3 separate regions of the Callithrix jacchus genome follow, and regions 1 and 2 are each linked to region 3. The links are chromatin contacts, called in public Hi-C maps. All regions are on one chromosome and are shown on one strand. The core of a region is the stretch at or near the end of the contact, and the rest is flanking DNA. Distances in the headings are between cores, read along the strand shown. Region 1 holds the start of PDLIM7 (PDZ and LIM domain 7). Region 2 holds the start of PRR7 (proline rich 7, synaptic). Region 3 has its middle 17 kb from the start of NSD1.

Region 1 (4,108 bases), core at 658-3,157, 390 kb before region 3:
TACCATTAGAGTCTTTTTTTTGGAGACAGAGTCTCACTCTGTTGCCCAGTCTGGAGTGCAGTTGCACCATGTTGGCTTGCTACAACCTCCGCCTCCCGGGTTCAAGCGATTCTCCAGCCTCAGCTTTCCAAGTAGCTGGGACTACAGGCATGCACCACCATGCCCAGCTGAGACAGAATTTCACCATGTTGGCCAGGCTGATCTTGAACTCCTGACCTCAAGTGATCCACCCACCTCAGACGCCCAAAGTGCTGGGATTACAGGCATGAGCCACCGCACCTGACCCATTATCATTAGATTCTCAGAAAAAATGAGAAATCTAGATCCCTCGCATGCACAGTTCATAGTAGGCTTCACACTCCTATGGGAATCTAATGCTGCCCCTAAACTCAGCTTCTCTGGCTTGCCGCTGCTCACCTTCTGCTGATCTAGTAAACATCTAGCCAGGCTTTTGGATAGTTGAGTCTGGAGTTCTTGGGGAGAGGTCAGGCTGGCCATGAAACGTGGGATGCCTTGGCATATAGATGGTATTGAAAGCCACAGGACTGCATAGGGTCTTAGGGGGTGAGCATAAAGAGAGGCTCTACATCAGACGGCCAAGGCCAGAGGCAGAGGAGGAGACCCTGGAGGAGGATGGGAAGGAGAGGCCAGTGGGGCAGGGAAAAGCTGTGAAGCCAGGGGAAAAGGGTGTTTCCGGGAATAGGATCAACCTGGACCAGTGCTGCCCCTAGGCAGGGCAGGATGAAACTGAACTACCATGGATTCCATGGCCCGATGGCCTCCACGCCACTGGGGACCTTGAGAAGAGAGATCTCAGGGGACTGGTGCTCACAAAAGTCTGACTGGCATGGCTTCAAGAGATAACCGAAGGAAAGCAAGTGGAGACGCGATAAACAGACAACTCCCTGGAGGAATTTTACTCTCAAGAGAATTAAAGGGTAGTAGCTGGAGAGGAATCCGGGGTCAAGAGAAGGTCTTTAACAATGAGAACTCTCACGGCGGTTTGTGCAGAAGAGGGCGGGTGTGATGACAGTGGATGGAGAGGGGAGAACTGCAGCGACCATGTCCTAGGAGGAGCTGACGGACCGGGACCACCAAGCGAGTGGAAGGTGGATGCCCCTTCCCTCACCCCGAAACCCACTTGCACTCAGTGTCTGCGCCGCCGGCCATAGTGCCCGGCTGATCGCGGGGCCGGGACTCTAAGGACGCCCTCCCCGAGGCGCAGCCCATTCTGGCCGGGGTGGAGGGGGACGCGGCGCTTCCGACGGGGCGCGGGCCGGGTCAGGGCTGCGGGGCTGCGAGCGAGGGCAGGGCCCACAGGCCAGGGGCCACTGGCGTCCGCTCCGGCCCTGTTTTCCTGCCTTCGGTACAGCGTTGCGCAAATCTAGCTTTAAACGCCCCTGTAGGCCTCAACTTTCCCACCTCGACTTGTCTCCTCCAGCCCCTGATTTAGAAATTCTGAGCCCCCGACGGTTGTGCTAGGATACCGACCCTCGTGGCGGCCCTGCGAAGCGAGTGTGATCGCCCCATTTTTCTGAGTAGGAAACGAAAGTTTAGAGACAAGGTCCCAGGTCCGTCCGGTAGGAAGGGCCGTTTTCCTTTCCCTCCGCCAGCGGGTGGTGCGAGGGACTGGGCGAGGCAGCGCCTTCCTAAAGAAGTGACCCGCAACCCCGCCCCTCCCGCCCCGGCTCCGCCCCGCCCGCCGCGGCTCCGCCCCACTGCCCGGACCGGGTCGGCGAGGCCTCGCAGCCCGAAGCCCGAGGGGACTTCGTGATTGGGCGGGGCTGAAGATCTGGGTGGGACTTTCTACCAGCGGAGGACGGCTGGTGGGCGTGGCCATGTGAGGGCGTGATCTGCTTCCCCGCCCCCTCCCGCGCCCTCAAAACGGAGGGCGGCTGCGGGGGCGGGGTCAGATCGCTGGCGGCGGATCTCAACGCGGCTCCCTGGAGCCTGACAGCGAGCAGCGCCCCGGCGGGGCCAAGCAGGTATCGATGACCGCGCGGGACGTCTTGGGCTGGACCAGGCGGGCGCCCGGGGCGTGCTGAGGACAAGGGCTCTGGGGGTCGTGATCCAGGTTGTGCTTCCTCCCGCGGGCTCTGCCCCCTGCCTCCGCCCCCGCCCCCGCCTTCCTGCCGCGAAGCCGGCTGCGGCGGAGCCGATTGGCGCCTGCGCTGCTTCCTGCGGCCGGGGCCAGTCCAATGCATGGGGCTCGGGCGGGGGACTAGGGGGAAACTGAGTCACTTCGGTGTGGGAGCACTTCTGTGTGGGAGGCACCACCTCCACTGGGCTCCGGGAAGGATTCCCCTCCAAGCTGTGGTTTAGGGTCCTGGCCCCAACCTGTTTCCACAGGGGCCACACCCCACTCTCGCCTTCCCCCTTCTTCAGCACCCAGGGGTCCCGCCCTGGCTCCCAGCAGCCTCCACTGGTCCCGGAATGGCTAGGATCCGCTCCAGCCGCCTCCCTCCCCTCCCCCTCGCGTCCCAAGCCCCCGTGTGCTCCCTCCGCTGGCTCTTCGCACAGTGTCAGCTTACATGCCTTATATAGTCCGAGCAGGCTCCAGTCGCGGCCTGCCTGCCGGGACCTGGGGGCGGGGGAGAGGAGAGCCGGCCCCTGACTCACCCGGCCACCCGAGGCTCCAGGCTGGCTGCCTTGGGGGGAGGCCACACCAGTTTAGTCCCTTGGCCCACCCCTGGTTGAAAAGAACCTCGAGCCTGTATTTAGGCATCACTCACCGTTCCAGTCCCTAGGGGACAGAGGCTGCTCCTCTTTCCAAATTGAGGTACGCCAGCCAGCAGCACAGCCCAGCCTGACAAAATACCTGCCTACTATACCTTGGGTGTGCTCACCGCTGCCCGTGCCTGCCTGGCCCCTGTCCAGGGCTGGTATCCTGAGCTGGGCCGTCCTGCCTGCGCACCCACCATGCTGGTAACACCTTCTCTTCTTTCCTCTCAGAAGCCGGCATCATGGATTCCTTCAAGGTAGTGCTGGAGGGACCAGCACCTTGGGGCTTCCGGCTGCAAGGGGGCAAGGACTTCAATATGCCCCTCTCCATTTCCCGGGTGAGCCTAGGTTTGGGGAGGGGCTCCCCCAGCAGTCTTTGGGTGCTCAGGTTTCCAGAGGGTGATGGGGGGAGTCCTAACAGGAGATAGTTAGGGGCCAGCAGGCCAGGAGATGTTCAGGTCCAGAGATGTGGTGGTACCTGCCGGCCACAAGGACTCCCAATGACGTGGACACTGGGAGAGAAGCAGTCCAGCTTCCCCAGTCCTGCTCTGTACCTGAAGCTGTTCTCCCAAACTCCTGTGGCCACCTCAGAGGGCTGGAGGGAGGCTCATTGTGCAGGATGGGAGCCTGACATCTCCAGGAGGTATCTAAACTTGAGAGGGGAGCCAGGCCACAGGTAGGGCACTCTGACTATAGGATTTCACTTCAAACTCACTGCCACCCAGAGAATAGCAGTCATCCTGTTTTTCTAGATGAGAGGAGGAAATCATGGAGAGGTGGAGGGGCTCAATCATTGAGTCCATGGTAAAGCAGGGATTGGAACTGAGGCACAGGATGGGGTGCATTTTTTTGTGGGTAAGAGAACGGGTCCCTCCCCAGCCTATGTAAGGACCTGCATCCACCGTTCTCATTCAGGATGTGGTGGCCTTTGACCCCAAGCAGAAGTGTAGGACAGGGCTCAGCTCTAGGGGCTTAACTTTGGTTCCCAAGAGCCTGCCCTGGTGGGGGTGGAGCTGGAAGCTGGCTCCTCCCTGTAGTAGGGGGATTGCCTTATAAGCCCAAGAATGCAGCCCCATGCTGGGATGGCCAACAGTGGCTACAGTCTGCAGAGCTGAAAAGGGCTGACCTAGGCCTGGCTCCCTGAACCCCACCGGTGGGCCCCTCAGCAGGGCAGGAGGCTGCAGCTCCAGCTGTATGGTCCAGTAGTGAGACACAGCAAATTGCCTGCCCAGAGTGGGTGAGGCCAGCCCATGGGCTGGGGGTCAGGCAGGGGTGGGGACTTCCTGCCCCTATATCCGCCTGCCCAGAGAGACCCACCCAGGCACCCAGTGGGCAGGCAGCTAATGGCAGGAAGCCCAGGGTAAGCCCAGCCTGGAGGGGGCCAGAG
Region 2 (4,393 bases), core at 1,392-3,891, 340 kb before region 3:
GCCCTCACTGAGCCATGTGATCCCATTCTGGCTACTCCCATATCTGAGTTGAAGTTTCTTCAGCAGTAGGACAAGGGTGCCAAGGGGAGAACAGAACTCCCTCTAATGAGGGATCACCCTGCAGCCTCAAGAAGCTCAAATGCAGAAAGCAGCCCATGGCGCTACACTGTACACAGCCTGGAGGCGGCCCAGCAAAAACTGCCGTCACCTCCATGGATCAGAGGTCTCCGACACAGGACCCTTAGGTTGGACACAGTTCACGGACATATTTTAAAAACAATCCATTTTCACAATCAATTTTTAAAAACACTCTGATTAATTGCCAACATTTAAAAATCCAGGAGATTGTATATAAAGGTCTGGATTTCTGCTCATCTTGAAAATTGGACAGTCAGGTCATACCAAGTCCACATTTCACACGGTGACAAAGATTGGAGCTGAGTGGTTCCCTGGCCCACCTCACTCATTCCATTGCCCCCTGATACTGGAAGTGTTTGGGTTTCCAGTGCCTGGAGCTAGACAGAGCACCCACAGGCTGCAGCACTGCATGGGCCCAGCTTCGCTAAATTTTCTCTCCCACAGCCAAGACTGCAAGCTGAGCAGGCCATGGAGCCCATGAGCCGAGGACCAGGGGTTGGGGGATTCCCAGGGGACTGAGGCAGCCTTTTGCTGGTTGGTCTCACCCAAGGGGAGAAAATGGAGGAGGGAGGAAGTGAAGAAGGGACGGAGAAAGCTAGCCCTGTCCTATTCCATCTGAGGGAGAAAGAATTTGGCTGATTTTGCTGGAAGCAAAAAAAATGTACCAAGACGTGAAAGGGAATGTCCTCACTAGATGAAAGTGAAGGAAGGTTAAGAATGCTCTTCTTGAAGGCTCTACGGTTCTTTTCTGCCTGGGTTACAAGAGAAGTTAGCAGGCAGAGGGGCCTTGCCCACAGAGAAGTCTGCACTGTAGACTCAGCTCTGCCACTTATGGGTAGTGTGACCTTGGGCAAGTCACTCACCTCCCTGAGCCTCCCTTTAGAGTCTTCACCTCTCAAATAGGGAAAATAAACTTACCTTCTGCAATTGTTGTAAAAAATTAGGAGATAATGGAGGCAGAGTGCTCAACACAGGTCCCACAGAGCAGGAAGGGAATGAAAAGCACCTGTGAGTACGCCTGCCTGCAGGAGACTCAGGCCTGACCTCCAGGGCACCACCCATCTAAGGGCATCTTATGCCAAGGCCTCAAATGCCTCAGATGCCAGTCACCTCTAGTATGCCTCCCCGGACGGGAAAGGAAACCCAAGGGTGGTTGTGGTCGCTGGGATGCTGGATCTGAAGCCCGTGGTCGTGGCTGGCATCTGCTGAGTCAGGCCTGGGAGAGCTGGCAGGAGGGCCATTTCTCTCTCCAGCATGATGCCCACTGAGGGGAGGTTGGGAGGGGAGCCAGAGGTCATTTCCTCTGAGCGCCAGAGGAGCTCCCCTGGAGGACCGGGCACCTCCATGTGGCCCGGGCCTCCCTGCCGGCCAACCTGCAAGCCACTCAGTACAGTTGGGGCATTGTGCTCAGACAAGAAAGGGGCACTTGTGATCCAGACAATGGGCTGGGTCGCTCCCATTTGGCCTGGGCTTCAGCTTCCCTGGGTTAGCAATGTCCTTTCCTCTGCTCCTGCCCACTCTGCTTCCACCCCTCCCTGGAGAATGGTGGCTAGAAACGTGGAGCAGAGACTCACCGCGGGCCCCTGCCCGGTGTGGCACATGCCCTGGCTGTGAGGAGGAGGAGGGATGCAAGCTTCGCTCCTCTCCCCTGGTAAGAAACATCGCCCCTGGGGGAACCCAACTCAGCTCAGGCCATGTCCAGGGCTGGCGCGGTTAGGCCCTGGGTGTTGTTGTTGGTAGTGGTTGGGTGGGTGGGTGGGGGTCTATGGTCAGAGACCCCAGCCCCAGCCTCCAGTGCCTCCTCCTCCCGTGACAAGCCCAAGGGCTGGGCCACCCCCAGGTCTGCAGCCATCCCAGGAACCCTGCTGCGACGACTGCAGCCACGTGGGAGCCAGCCCGTGCCCACGGCCACTCGCCCCCACCCCCATCCTCGACGGGCTGTGGAGGCAGGCACACCCAGCCGGGCCAGAGGGGCGACGTACCCCCGCCGCGCACCCGTCTCCCCCTGCGCCCCCGAGCTGCGGGCACGCGTGGGGGGAAGGGAAAGGGGGAGGGGGCGTCGCCGCCCCGCAGTCGTGTTGCCGGGGAGCGCAACCCCGTTGCTGTGGCAACCGTTTCCAAGCGAACTGGTGGCGGCTCGCGCCCCGCTCCGGCTCCCTAGCTCACTGGAGCTCTCCCTCCCTCCGGTGTGGGCTGGGGGAGGGGCTGCCTGCGGCACAGGCTGGGGTCCGGGGCGGCGACCCGGGGCCAGGGCGCAGAGCTGCCCGCGGGGAAGGGCTCAGTCCTGGGACCATCTTCCGCCCGCGCTCAGTGCCCGCCCGGCCCGCAGCCGCCGCGGTACTCACGCGCCCAGGCATCCTCCTCGAGCTCGTTCTCCTGGCTCGGGGCGAGTGGCGCGGGCCCAGCGGACAGAGCCCCGGGCCTGCGCGGGGAGGAGGCGGCGGCGGCGGCCCGTGGGAGCAGACAGTGGCAGCGAAAGCGGCTCCGAGCGCTGGGCTGGAGGCACGGGGCGCGCGCACGGGCGCGTACACGGCGGGTGCTGAGCCCGGCGTGCGCGCGCGCGGCGGCCGGCAGAGGGCCCCCCATCCCCCGCCACACGCCGCGAGTAGGCTGCCCCCGGAGGGAAGGAGGGGGAGGACGGACACCCACCTGCGGCGCCGAGCCCCGACTCTCTCCAGCCCACCGGGCTCACACCCGCCAGGGCACCCTCACAGGGAGGCACGTGCCGGCAGATCCAGTGCACACGCCGGGCTGGAGCCCCGGCCACACCGGTCATGCACGCTGGATGCCCAGCCAGGCAGCTAAGGTCGAGAACCCCGACGTGCACACAGCTCAGCTTCGAGAGCACACACACGTCCAGGCCCCCGTCACATCCTGACAGGGGCTGCGCACACGCAGTGGGCAGGGCCCCGGGGCAGGCAGGCACCCCAATGTGGCTCTCTCTCAACTCACGACCCCTTCTGTTAGGTGCCCAGCAGGCGTACACCACCACATGCCTACTAGCAAGCAGCAGGGGAAGGAGGACCTAGTGCCGAATCCACAGCCCTGGCCTCTGTGGACATGCCTTCCCCTAGGGAACAGATGACCCCTAGAGAGGGCCCCACTGTCTACCCCGAGGTCCAAGCTTGCAGAGGCCATTCTGAACCTGGCTGTCCATCCGCCTTTTAATTGGGCTATTTTTCGTCCAACTTCTCCACTGCACTTAAGGTGTTTTCCAAAAACACCCTCCACCACATCAGCTGGCACATTTGGGGTTGCAAGTGACAGAACCCTCAAATAGGTTTGAGCTGTACACCACATCTACCAAAAAAAAAATTAGCCGGGCATGATGGCACATGCCTGTGGAGAACTGCTTGAACCCGGGAGGCAGAGGTTGCAGTGAGCCAAGATCATACCACTGCATTCCAGCCTAAGGAATGGAGTGAGACCCTGTCTCCAAAAAACAAAGAAAGAAAGAAAAAAGGTTTGAGCTCAAAGGGGACTAGCTCATGTAACTGGCAAGTCCCAGGGTAGAGATTCTAGCTTTGGTCATAGTTGCTTCCAGGTATTCCTGCCGTGGCATCAGGTACGTACCTGCTTCTGTTTGCATCAGTCTCAGGCAAACTCACCCCAAGAGGTATCAAGGACAACTCCCATAGCCCTAGGCTCATATCCTGCCATCTGTCCCTGGGGGAAAGAGAACCCCAATTGCTTCCCCATCATTTGAGCAAAAAACAAGCAAACAACTCCACAAATGATTGTTTTTGGACTCATTTAGGCTGAGTCTCTATTGGTGAACAAATCTAAGTGCCTATGAGTTAAAGGAGAGGATATGTATTCCTTATGGCCAAAGGGAATGCTCTTCCAGTATCCATTCCCTTCTCCTTGTATACAGGCACCCTGATTTCATCAGAGGAATCATTGCCCTATGGGTGCCATCCTTGTGAGCCTGTGAACCCAAATGCACTGCTCCCTCAGTGCACAGTGGCCAAGTATCCAGCCTGGCCACTGACTCCTTGGGTTTGCAACTGAGCTCAAGCATGCAAAACCAAATGGCTCTAGCATCTTGCTTCTGGTGGGTGTGCCCTGATGAGAATGGGGTCCATAACTAAGACCCTGGAGCTCCTCCATATCCTCTGAACACCTTCTAAGTTAACGGGAGGACAGTTCTGCCACCTGGTTCTCACTCTAGGTATATGTGTGGAGTATGCATATGCAGGGGGTGGAAGCGCAGTCCCATCCAAACCACAGGGACAGAGACCGGGGGTGCTTTTGT
Region 3 (4,076 bases), core at 205-2,704:
GTGTGTGATTGGATTGTGAGTTCCTCGAGGGTAGGATTATCCACAATCATAAAAATTGTTACCAATGTGTTTTGGGAGCTCACAGTGTGCCAGGCACGAGACTTTACAATCTTCACAAAGATATTAAAGTAGGTATGAGTCGTCCCATTTTCTAGAAGAGGTATCAGAGATTCAATGAAATGAAACACTTGTCCTAGGTCATATGATAAGCAAGTAATTTTTCTTTTCTTTTTTTCTTCTTTTTAAACAGGGTCTTGCTCTGTCACCCAGGCTGGAGTGTAGTGGTGTAATCTCGGCTCACTGCAGTCTCCGCCTTCTGGGCTCAAGTGATCCTCCCACCTCAGCCTCACGAGTAGCTGGGACCACAGGCACACACCGCCACATTCTGCTAATTTTTCTATTTTTTGGTAGAGACGGGTTTTGCCATGTTACCCAGGCTGGCCTCAAACTCCTGAGCTCAAGCAATCTGCCCACCTTGGCCTCCCACAGTGCTGGGATTACAGGTGTGAGCCAGCGTGCTCGGCATTTATTAATTTATCCATTTATTTATTTTTGAGGCAAGGTCTCACTCTTTCGCCCAGGCTGGAGTGCTGTGGCGTGATCTCAGCTCACTGCACCCCGCCTCCTCTTGCTCAAGAATGATCCTCCCACCTTGGCCTCCAGCATAGCTGGGACCACAGGCATGCACTGCCATGCCCGGCTAATTTTTTTTTTTTTTTTTAATAGACGGAATCTGTCGCTCAGGCCGGAGTGCAGTGGTGCCATCATGGCTCAATGCACCCTCAAACACCTGGGCTCAAGTGATTCTCCCACTGGGCCTCTAGGGTAGCTGGGACTAGACGTACGCGTCACCATGCCCGGCTAATTTTTATTTATTTATTTTTTTGAGACGGAGTTTCGCTCTTGTTACCCAGGCTGGAGTGCAATGGCGCGAACTCGGCTCACTGCAACCTCCGCCTCCTGGGTTCAAGCAATTCTCCTGCCTCAGCCTCCCGAGTGGCTGTGACTACAGGCGCCCGTCACCATGCCCAGCTAATTTTTGTATTTTTAGTAGAGACGCAGTTTCACCATGTTGACCAGGATGGTCTCGATCTCTTGACCTCGTGATCCACCCGCCTTGGCATCCCAAAGTGCTGCGATTATAGGCGTGAGCCACCGCGCCCGCCCCCCGGCTAATTTTTGTATTTTTAAATAGAGACGCGGTGTCACCATGTTGCCCAGGCTGGTCTCAAACTCCTGAGCTAAAGCTATCCGCCCGCCTAGGCCTTCCAAAGTGCTGAGATTGCAGGCGTGAGCCACCGCGCCCGGCGGAGGAAGTAATTTCAACTTGGTCTGCTTGCCTCCAAATCTATTACTTTGGACGAAAGGGAAAAAGGACATAGCCCCAGAAGCCAGCGAGCGAAAAAGTGGGAATTTAGCAAAAGGACACAGGGTCCTGACGTCTGGGGCAGGCGGACTCCCCGACACCTTCGGCCGGCAGAACAGGGTAGTGGGAGACCCGACCCCAGCCTCACAGTTCGGTGCCAGCAGAACCCCGCACGTGGCCCGCACAGCAGCTGAGCCCTGAAGCACTCAGTTCCGGTTCCCCTCCCGGCCACACGCGGGCCTCATTCCTGGGAGAACGCCTCCGATTGGTTCGTTCGGTCAGGTGGCTGCCACGGACCAATCAGCGGCGGCTGGTGCCGTGGGCCCCGCGAAAGACTCTGCGGCGGTGGAGTTTCGGAAAAGATCATCTTTGTGTGCTGGGTTACGCCGGGAAAGGGCGGCCAATTCTTAATAACGTTCAACGTGTCCCAGATCTTGCGAGCGACCCCACTGGTCCTTTGTGCCTGTTTATCTGAATTCACCACCAGCCCTGCGGCAGCGCTTGGAGAACGAGACAGGACGACTGGGCCGGCCATGCTCCTTGGCTTTCAGTCCTGCCTTATTTGCTAACTTGGGTTTCTTGTCTCCTTCTCCTCTTGCGCCTCTGGAGCGCCAACCCTTTCCTGTCTTCTTGCTCCTTCCTGGCCCCCCACAAACGGCAGAGAAAAGTCTCAACTCCCCTGCAACCAGGCTCTGCCTCTCCTCCCCTCCACTGTCCTGCCCCCTCTTCCTCATCTTCCTCCTCATCTCACTGTAGTCTGGCTTCAGACCACCAGCAGTGCCACTGTAACCAAATCTGGTGACGTTTCGTGATCTTTGCTGCTTTACTTTGAGCAGCATTTGACTTTTTACCCCACTTGAATCAGCCAGGTTTCCAGGCCGTGCCACTCCTGCCTGATCGCTCCTAATTCTCACAAGCCCTTCTCTGTGCCTCTCTGTCATGGGCATGCCTTCTCTTTTCCCTGCCTGGCAAACAGTGGTGTCCCAGTGCCCCATCCCAGGCCCACTTTGATTATCATTCACTCACCTTCTGCAAGGGATCTCATCCACTCAGCACGTGCATTCCCTAGATGACAGCAATGCTGGAGCCCCTATCTAACCTAGATTTGTACCACCGCCTAAAGTCACAGATGTCTCAGGGAACCTCACAGATAACTCAGGTTCAACATAAATTCATTCAATAAATATGTATTAAGTTGTGTGCTTATTTATAGTAAATATATAATATATATATGTATACATATATTTTGAGGTGGAGTCTCGCTGTCGCCCAGGCTGGAGTACAGTGGTGCAATCTTAGCTCACTGCAACCTCTGCCTACCGGGTTCAAGCGATTCTCCTGCCTCAGCCTCCCCAGTACCTGGGATTACAGGTGCCCACCACCGCACCCGACTAATTTTTGTATTTTTTTTTTTTTTTGAGATGGAGTTTTGCTCTTGTTGCCCAGACTGGAGTGCAATGGCGCATTCTCTGCTTACGGCAACCTCTGCCGACCGGGTTCAAGCGATCCTCCTGCCTCAGCCTTCCGAGTAGCTTGGATTACAGGCATGCACCACCATGCCCGCCTAATTTTTTGTATTTTTATTTTTATTTATTATTTATTTTTTTATTTTTTTTGAGACGGAGTTTCGCTCTTGTTACCCAGGCTGGAGTGCAATGACACGATCTCAGCTCACCGCAACCTCCGCCTCCTGGGTTCAGGCAATTCTCCTGCCTCAGCCTCCTGAGTAGCTGAGATTACAGGCACGCGCCACCATGCCCAGCTAATTTTTTGTATTTTTAGTAGAGATGGGGTTTCACCATGTTGACCAGGATGGTGTCTATCTCTTGACCTCATGATCCGCCCGCCTCGGCCTCCCAAAGTGCTGGGATTACAGGCTTGAGCCACCGTGCCCGGCCTATTTTTTTGTATTTTTAGTAGAGACGGGGTTTCTCCATGTTGTCCAGGCTGGTCCTGAACTGCCAACCTCAGGTGATCCATCTGCCTTGGCTTCCCAATAGTGCTGGGGTTACAGGCCTGAACCACTGTGCCTGGCCATCTTTTATTTTTTTATTTTATTATTTTTTGTTTGTTTGTTTTTGAGGCGAAGTCTGGCTCTGTCACCCAGGCTAGAGTGCAGTGGGGGATCTCGGCTCACTGCAATTTCCACCTACCAGGTTCAAATGATTCTCCTGCCTCAGCGTCCCAAGTAGCTGGGATTATAGGCACCTGCCACCACACCCAGCTAATTTTTGTACACACACACATATATATATATATTTTAGTAGAGACAGGGTTTCACTGTGTTGGCTAGGCTGGTCTTGAACTCCTGACCACGTGATCCACCCGCCTTGGCCTCCCAAAGCTCTGGGATTACAAGCGTGAGCCACCACGCCTGGCTTTTTTTTTTTTTTTTTTTTTTTTTTAATATTACTTTTTTTTTGGAGACAGTCTCACTTCGTCACCCAGCCTGGAATGGAGTGGCACCATCTTGGCTCACTGCAATCTCCGCCTCCTGAGTTCAAGCGATTCTCCTGCCTCAGCCTCCCTGGTAGCTGGGATTATAGGTGTGTGCCACCACGCCCAGCTAATTCTTTTATATTTTTAGTAGAGATGGGGTTTCACCATGTTGGCCAGGCGGTCTGGAACTCCTGACCTCATGTGATCCACCCACCTTGGTCTCTCAAAGTGCTGGGATTACAGGCGTGAGCAACTGTGCCCAGCGTACAAG

The links. A called contact is a pair of places that touch in the nucleus more often than the background predicts.
Region 1: a contact with region 3 is called in a Hi-C map of skeletal muscle, with 9 times the contacts expected there. The contact joins the promoter of PDLIM7 here to the enhancer-like site in region 3. A contact is called at or near these places in 2 of 3 Hi-C or Micro-C datasets (both in skeletal muscle).
Region 2: a contact with region 3 is called in a Hi-C map of induced pluripotent stem cells, with 3 times the contacts expected there. The contact joins the promoter of PRR7 here to the enhancer-like site in region 3. A contact is called at or near these places in 3 of 3 Hi-C or Micro-C datasets (induced pluripotent stem cells and skeletal muscle).

What each region holds. Positions count from the first base shown.
Region 1 is chr2:68,639,204-68,643,311 of calJac240_pri, forward strand. PDLIM7 (PDZ and LIM domain 7) reads left to right here and starts at 1,908. Exons shown (of 12, transcript XM_078364629.1): 1 at 1,908-1,985; 2 at 2,953-3,059.
Region 2 is chr2:68,689,454-68,693,846 of calJac240_pri, forward strand. It overlaps PRR7 (proline rich 7, synaptic), which reads right to left and starts at 2,642. Exons shown (of 3, transcript XM_002744488.7): 1 at 2,484-2,642. It overlaps LOC118151350, which reads left to right and starts at 1,594. Exons shown (of 5, transcript XM_078364632.1): 1 at 1,594-1,789. The coding sequence starts at 1,765.
Region 3 is chr2:69,026,752-69,030,827 of calJac240_pri, forward strand. No RefSeq gene overlaps it. Among named protein-coding and RNA genes, the nearest start is that of NSD1, 17 kb to the left of the region's middle. Within about 2 kb of position 1,455, at least 15 of the 16 cell types and tissues checked have an H3K27ac peak or open chromatin away from gene starts, as enhancers often do. A contact at or near this core is called in skeletal muscle, where this site is marked.